Linked DNA regions of Gossypium hirsutum: region 1 is linked to region 2. The links are chromatin contacts, called in public Hi-C maps. All regions are on one chromosome and are shown on one strand. The core of a region is the stretch at or near the end of the contact, and the rest is flanking DNA. Distances in the headings are between cores, read along the strand shown.

Region 1 (4,303 bases), core at 603-3,102, 280 kb before region 2:
ATAATTTAAATTAATATCCATTTATTAATGAATTTTAAGTTATGACCTGCTTGAATGTTCACCTTTCTCAAGAACAGGGGCAAAATGCGAAATTAAATTATAATTTTTACGATAGTAAAAATATAATTTCACCATTTTAATAGCTTATATTTTTATAAATTTTAAAGGATTAAATCAAATTTTTATATTTTTAAGAGTTCAAAGTGCAATCTTACCTTAATTAATTTTAAATTTTAAAAATTTTAAAAGATTTAAATAATTTTTTTTCCATTTTGGGAGCTGACCCCTCCAGTCCCTAATTTTGCCCCTACTCAAAAATAGTTTAAGTACGAATCAAGAAAAAAAATCCATTTATCACTTCTCTTCTTTCTTTATTTAGTTACCAATAATTAATGTACCAATTATTATAAAAATATAAAAAATTTTGGTTTAGCTTGGGTGTCTTTCATTGCCTAGAGTTTCTTTTCTCATATTACATGACGTGGGTTAGTGCTTTGTTTGTTGATTTGCTATCTATGTAAAATTTGAGTTAGGTTATATGGAAATGATTGCATTTTATTAACTGATTTGAGTGTACAAATTAAAATAAAAAATCTCCACTAATGTAATATAAATTAGAATTATTAATGGAAATGGAAATTTTGAATTAAAAACTGTCAATTCATGCAAAGCAAAAAGTATTTTTAACGGGTGAAGAAATTTTAAGGATTTTTTTTTCTAAAATGAAATACGTGGGCTTAAATGAATAAAATAATAAATTTCTATAATACTAGTAACGAAAATTGTAATGACCTTTTTTGGCATAATCAAAATAAAAATAAAAATGCCCTAAAGATAAAGTGTTCAACTTATAAATTTACCCTAAAAAAGAGTAAAAAACTTAAAAAGGTTAAATTTTTTTTTAATTTATCATTTGATGGTTATATGAGAGACATGGATGATATATTTATCAATTCTAAATATAATGACAAAAATAATTCAAAAATTTTCAAAGAAGTTACTACTAGAATTACACATAATATAAGTAAAAAGAAATATAACTAGAATCAAATTATTGTAATACACAAACAAATTAAATCTAAATAGAATCCACGTAAAATAAAACTGATCAGTTTCATTAACCCATGTATATTTTATTTGCTTTGAAGAAAAATATAAGAATTCCTAAGAAAAAAAAACATTATGCACGATAAAAAAATGGGATCAAAAGTCAAATCATTCAAACAATTTTTTCTGATTAATTTGTTGGATGAATTTGTTGGATGATTTTTTAATGTTGTAAAATAAATGTTAAACGTAAGTAATAATTAATGAAAACAAGCATTTGGTATTATTTTGGGAATAAAATTAAGAAGTTAAAAGTTTAAATATGATTAAGTATAAATAAAATTGAGAACAAAAAGAATGACCTTGCTTAAATTCTTAAATATTCATCAAATCAAACAAATCACTAGTTTTTATTCAATGGATTATTAATGGTTATGTCATTGGGACAAAGCCAGAAAATTATTTTAGGAAGTCGAAACTAAATTATAATTTTTACGATAGTAAAAATATAATTTTTAAAAGATTAAATCAAAATTTTATCATTTTTAAGAGGAATTAAAGAACAATTTTACTTTTACTAAAAATTTTAAATTATAAAATTAAAAAAAGTTCATTTTAGAGGTCGAGATCCCTGTCAGCCCCCTTAAATTCCCCTTTTACATCATATAGATATAAGAATTAATTAGTAGTGTTGACACTCCTCTTTTAATATACAAACAAGTTGTGATAGACGACTAGTCATAACTGATAAGTTGTGAATTTTGGGGGGAAAAAGTGAAAATACAAAAACATGTAGGATACCACAAATGCCTGGGAATCTTATGAATGAAACAAGAAGAAGAAAACACAGGAAAATCTAGGGTCCATATCTCTTCCTTTATCAAACTTATCAAGTTTTGACTAATGGGCCAACCACAATGGGTATTTTGTCCATTGCCAACTTATCAGTCTTTTGGGTCATATCCTTTCAATAATATCTAATCAATCCTATTGCTTCCTTGACATAATTAACTGACAACAGAAGGATCAAACTTCAACATAGATAACTTTATGAAATTTATTAAACATTAAAATTTAAAAAAATCATCAAAAAAGTTGAAAGTATAGAAATTCTAAGAATATATTATTTTAATAAATGATTTTGTGTTACAAAGTTAGACAATGTAAATGAGATTGGGCCTTTGAAGTGGCAAATTGATATTTTTGAATTATTTATGAAAGTTATTAAATATGTATATAAGATACTATTGAGTGATGATAGATTTTTCATATTTAAATACAGATGTTGTATACAATGCAAAGGAACATAATGGGATACTAACCGAAAGATACATGGCATGATCTTGACATGGATTGTCTACACTTTTTGAGGCACTAGAGCTTCCAAAAGTCTTTGTATGATCATATAAATTAACAAGTTTACAAAAATTTCAAGCACAAGGAAAACCAAGTTGAATTTCTTTTTATTAAAACATAATTGATAATAAATGTTAAAATTAAAACTAATTGCAAATCCAACTTAATTAAGACCCAATCCTTAATGTATTTTAAGTTGAAATATTTTAGTTTTGAATTATAAGGATTCTAATAAAAGCCAGTTGTGTAATCTTTCATCTGGTGTTTTTTCTTTTAAAAAATTTATGAGATTAACAATACGTACTAAAATAAAACAATTAGTTTGGATGAAAAAATAAAACAAATCTTAAAACTTCTAATAGTTAAATAATCCAGAACAATTGATTAAATATTAGACTAAAGTTTATATGATAAAAGAGTTTTTTTGAACAATCTTATTATATGTTTTGATCGTATTTGTTTTATATATATATATATATACAAATGGTTAGAATTATCCATAACCCCTCCTCAACCCATAAATAAGAGAATAATGCAACCTACATCCTTCTGCATTGACAATAATATCCATATCAATCGAATTAAGACCCAATCAATATATAATAAAACTTTTAACTTATAATATATACAATTTTAAATTAAACTTATTTTAGTATTATCATACAGTTCAATGTAAATAAATCATTGGTGTTATAGTAAAAAGCTTGTGTTACTAAAAAAAAGAAAAAAAAAACTTGTGTTGATATTTAAGTTTTTAATTGAAATTTATTTTGGAATTTAATTCTTAAATAACATTGACCCTCTCTTCTTATAAGAAAAAAACAAACAAAAATTGTCGCTTTCCCATTTCATTTTCATACTACTTAGAGTCTTCGATAGGTTCAATTTTAAGGAAAATGAAAACAGAAAAAGTAATTTGAAACTCAATAAGTTAGAACTGATAAATATAAAATTCAGTTGAAAAGTATTTAATACAAAAAAATGATATTTATTTCTTTGCAATAGTTTGCAAAACTAGTATAACAATTTAGCAATTTTAATATCAACACTCGAATATTTAAAAGTATAATTGATAATGTTATAAATACCTTTCCAATTTAGAACTCACCACCATTGTCTTACCGTGGCACGATTTCGCTAGACGTTACTTTGTTAGCGGCATCACTTCATCAAGGTCGAGTTTCGTGAATACATACACATAACACTTGGAACTTATATGATCTATTTCACCAAAAACAGGTGTTAGGTCCTTCCTTGTATGACTCACACATGAGACCTCACTTACCCATTGCCACACTATCGTTGTCTATCTAGAGGCCTACTATGCTCCTCAAGTGGTTGGCTAAGATGAGACTCGAGTTGTACATGTGTCAAGACCCAAGGCTAAGAGAGGGTTACCTTGACGTATAAATACTTACCCTTAACCTTGGGAAAGCCTTATCTCTTTCCATTACACCTCCGCTATAAGAACATGACAACTTTACCCACGACTCTTGACACATTTTCCATCGTGTGAACTATCACCTTCTTACCCCATTCTAACTTGTCAACAACAATTGGTGCAAAGAGCATGGACTGCCATGGCTTTTCCCGATGAGAATGTACCTAAAACCCAATAACCTTCTACTTAATATGTCGGTCAGACTAGCAACCAACAAGTAACGCACCCTTACAACCCTTATGCTATGTTTATAAGGACTAGTTCCATTAGCACCACCATTGGCTTCAGCCCTCCACCAAATATTTTCCTAGTATTTACATATGAAGAACAAGCCACCTAAAATCTCCACTCCAATCTCCATTCTTCCTCTCAACAGTTTCTAGAATTACAAGCGTAAATGAGGACTCTTAAGGATCAAATACTCTAGCTAAATCTAAGGCATGAACAACAATACTAGTA
Region 2 (4,509 bases), core at 708-3,207:
CAATAGAAGAAAAAAAAAAGCGGCAGAATGCATAAACTTTCAATGATAAAAGTAATTTAATTAGGTCAAAATGAACCACAATGGAATGGTGAAAGAATTGATAATACAACTCCTGAATTCCAACTCTGAACCAGTATTTAATTTCACATGCACTAAATTTGACGTTGTTCTAAAGGCAAGAACGTGATTGTACACTTACGCCCAGAATTGGATGAAAGGAGACTTCTCAAAATTGTACTGCATGAATTTCTCGTTTAAGTACAGCGGGCAGTAAAAAAAAAACATGAATTTTATACTGTATTTTCTTTTTTTGAAAAAACAAAGTATAGAAAGTTGCAACTCTTTTAAGCCAATGAGAAAATTGAGGGTAAGTAGTTTTATAGTTGACTGACGACATGAGAGATATGGGTTCTCTTTCAGGTGAGTTTTCAATTGATGAGCTTACTTTTTATGGCAGTGAATGTTAAAGTTAATGATCTTTCACTACCTGAGCTGACAATTAAAAGTGAAAAGCTTTTCATTGGGGGCGAGAATCCTAGGAACTCTAGCTTATTATTAATAATTAAGATGACTTTAATTTGATCAGAGAATGTGTTACCGTGATGGTGATTGCAATGTCTCTTCTCTTGTTCAAAGAGTTAATTAATTCAATATTATATAATTAATATAAAAGTTTAAATACGAACTATTATTCTTTTTTTTTCTTTTATCATTTTAACCTTCAATTTTTAAAATTTAGTTAACTTATTTATTTTTGGACAAAAAAAAATTACTGAACTGTTAAAATTTTAATGGTATTAATATGACCACTAATATGTCAATCCATCTTATAAATCATAAAAATTTTAAAAAATAAAAATATTTAAAAATTAACAAAATTTAAAAAAGTTTGTAAATTTTTTAAAATTTTATCCATTTTATAGATAAAATTTTAAATAAATTGTCACATCAATACCATTAATATTTTAATAATTCAGTAATTTTTTTAATAAAAAACGAATAATTTAACTAAATTTCAAAAATAAAAGATCAAAATAACCCATAAAAAATAAATGTTAAAAAGCTAAATTTATGTATGAGTATCCAATGTCTTGTTGCACTTCACCATTTTTCTCTGGTCAAACTATTCTTTTCCTTTTAATTATATATACCAATTACTGTCTGTCAGTCACCTTGATTTTTTTTTAAGTTTATTTGGTTTTTAGGAATATATTAAAAAATTTCAAATTTTGGGAGAGAAATAAAGAAGTTTGAAGTCAGAAAGTGTAAATTTAGTAGTAGATTTCTTGTTTTATGTAATTTTGTAGTACAGTTTTGGTGAAGGGTTAGGGATGGTATGAGAGAAACTCAATTTGGCCCTACACAGTTAGGGAGCACTTGATTCAAATTCACACATTCATGCATTTGATTAGGACCCCACTGTTTTTTGTTTTGTTTCACAGATCAAAACAGTTTACTTTTTGGTAGGTTTCATATATATATATGTATTAAATTCAAAATTCTCATGCAGATAAACAATGGGTATTCTTTAAATTTGTAAAAAAGATAGAAATTAAATTAAATTTGTGAAAAAAATAGAAATTAAATTATGAAGTGTATACATGTACTCTACTAGTATTTATTTCATTTTTTGAAGCATTAAAGTAGGTGTTATGGCGGTTGGTTCTGTGTTCCTTGGCAATTTAATTGCTTTATCTTCAAACACTGGCATCCAACCACAAAAATATTAGCCCCAAAATTATGTAAAAAGAGAGAAAAAAAAATAAAGTGAAAAACGAAAAAAGACAAAGAGATATTTAATGTATGAATTGAGGAGTAGGACCCTCTTCTACCCTCTCTCATCATCTTCTCTTCTTTTTTCTTGTATTATTATTATGATTACCATAATTTTCTTTTTTATTTTTATTTTAATTAAGCTTACAGTGTGAAAGGAGACATTTTTTCAAATCTTGTGTCAATTATTATTTATGAAAACAGCTTGATATATACACATATCATATCTCCACTCCTTTTTTTTCTTTCACAGAAGAAGAAAAAAGAAAAGAGTGGTTGGTTTGTATAGTTTATGAAAAGGGAGGGTCAAATCACACAAGTTCCCTTTGTTTTGTTGTATTTGCAGGTACTTCACCTAATTAAAAACCCATTAAAGAGTAATTGAAGGTCACCCATTAATCTCTCTGATACTTTTACTTTTTCCGGTTTCAATTGGGGGGGGGAGTTGCAGAGATATTGAGTCTGACAATAAAGGACTAACTTACTGATAGATCATTAAAAAAAAATCATAAATTCCACAGATAGATACATCATATCTCTTTCTGTTTATTTAAATTATATGGTATTTTAGCTATAACTATATTAGCTTTTACTTGTCAAAATTTTAATTATTTTTTAAAGTTCTATTTTGCAGTGAAGATGATGATGAAGCACGTGTATACTCAAATTACCATCACACCAGGTACAAATCTTATTAACTGTTACTATAATCAATTCTCTCCCTCTCTCTCTCTCTGTTTCAATCTCTGTATTTCAGCCTTCTCTCTCTTATCTTTATATAAACACTAAAACTTTCTCCCCTATACTCCCTTTTTTTCCTTCCCTCACCCTCATCCTTTTCTTCATCTTCTCCTCCTATTATTCCCATGTCTTCAAGCTCTAGACTTGTTCCCAAACCTTGACGAGCCAGCCAATCATATTTACTTATATACATATATTAATTGTGGAGGATTATCACTCCTTTCCTTTCCACTGAATTCTCAGGATCCACTTGATCATCCCAAGATCATCAATACCCCATTTTTCCCAGAAAGTTCTGGAATGGGTTGATTTAAAGTCTGGGGATTTATTCTGGAGAATAAGGTAAAACATGTTTAGACTTTATTGATGTTATGGATGAATTTTTTTTCTTTTTCTAGTGCTTGTGATTATGAAAGTAGTATAATAATAATAATAATAATAATAATAAATTTGGTGTTTCTTTGATCTTTTCAGTGAAGAGAAAAAGTAGAAAACAATATTAGAATTAAGCAAAGAAAACAACATACGATGGCGACGTACTTTCATGGGAACCCTGAAATCCAAGCAAGTACTGACGGCCTTCAAACCCTTGTACTTATGAACCCTGCCTATGTTCAGTATTCCGATACCCCTCCACCACCCCCGGCCAGCAACCTCCTTTTCTTCAACCCTAACTCCCTCTCTCCGCCCCAAACTCAGCAACTCGTCGGCATCCCCCTCCCCGCTACCTCAGCTGCCAATCAAGGCCCTACCTCACACGATATCTCCCCCTTGCATGGCCTCGTCCAGCGCGTCCATTACAACATGTACAACCCTATTGACCCTTCCGGATCGGCGCGTGAAACTCCTCGCGCTCAACAAGGACTCTCTTTGACCCTTTCTTCCCAGCAGCAGCCGGGTTATGGATCCCAGGCTCAAGCAGTTTCAGGCGGGTCGGCTTCTTCGGGTTCAGGCGTGCACGATAGGGTGTCGGGTGTGCAAAGTGTGTTTTTGAGCTCTAAATACTTGAAGGCTGCTCAAGAGCTTCTTGATGAGGTTGTTAATGTTAACACTACTGGGATTACAAAGAGTGAATTATTGGCTAAGAAGGGTGGTGGTGGAAATAATCATAGCAATAGCAGTAGTAAGGCTATGGGAGAGTCGTCGGTGGTGGCCGGGGATGGCTCTGGTGGTGGGGAGGCAGGTGAGAAACACGTCGCAGAGCTGACCACGGCTGAGAAACAGGAAATTCAGATGAAGAAAGCTAAGCTAATTAACATGCTTGATGAGGTATGGAAATTAGATCATATATATATATGGAAAAAACTGGGATAGAAGCAAGTTCATAAGTTGTAACTCTACTATTTTAAGGTCTTTCTTTAGATTTCAATCCTTGAAGATTCTTTGTTTAATTAATTGAAAGCTCTAGTTTGTTATTAGACCTCAAATCCATGAAATTTACCAATTGGAGTACGTCAGTCAGGTTCTTGAATTCCAAACTTCTTCTAGACATCCAACGTAAGCTTATTGTTTAGGCACAACATATTGATATCAAATGGTTGTCTTTTTTATTTTTTATTTGGCAGGTGGAACAAAGGTATAGGCAATACCATCACCAGATGCAGATTGTAACATCCTCATTTGAGCAAGCAGCTGGAATTGGGTCAGCAAAAACATACACAGCTCTTGCATTAAAGACCATTTCAAAGCAATTTCGGTGTTTGAAAGATGCAATAACTGACCAAATCCGAGCAGCCAACAAGAGTTTAGGGGAAGAAGAAGATGGTGTAGGCGAAGCAGCCAAAATCGAGGGATCCAGACTTAAGTTCGTGGATCATCATCTTCGACAGCAAAGAGCACTTCAGCAGTTGGGAATGATCCAGCACAATGCTTGGAGACCCCAGAGAGGATTGCCTGAAAGATCAGTTTCTGTTCTTCGAGCTTGGCTCTTCGAACACTTCCTTCACCCGTATGTAATCTCTGAAATTTTCTCAATACTGCATTTGAAACATCCTT

Evidence for each region. A called contact is a pair of places that touch in the nucleus more often than the background predicts.
Region 1: a contact with region 2 is called in a Hi-C map of leaf, with 5 times the contacts expected there. The contact joins the enhancer-like site here to the promoter of LOC107899402 in region 2. A contact is called at or near these places in 12 of 34 Hi-C or Micro-C datasets (anther, callus, hypocotyl and 2 more).

The regions. Positions count from the first base shown.
Region 1 is chrD04:32,879,435-32,883,737 of Gossypium_hirsutum_v2.1, reverse strand. No RefSeq gene overlaps it. Among protein-coding and RNA genes, the nearest start is that of LOC121216606, 10 kb to the left of the region's middle. Within about 2 kb of position 1,852, at least 3 of the 9 cell types and tissues checked have an H3K27ac peak or open chromatin away from gene starts, as enhancers often do. A contact at or near this core is called in hypocotyl and leaf, where this site is marked.
Region 2 is chrD04:32,599,968-32,604,476 of Gossypium_hirsutum_v2.1, reverse strand. It overlaps LOC107899402 (BEL1-like homeodomain protein 1), which reads left to right and starts at 1,957. Exons shown (of 7, transcript XM_041091301.1): 1 at 1,957-2,119; 2 at 2,408-2,455; 3 at 2,758-2,856; 4 at 2,989-3,783; 5 at 4,080-4,462. The coding sequence starts at 3,043.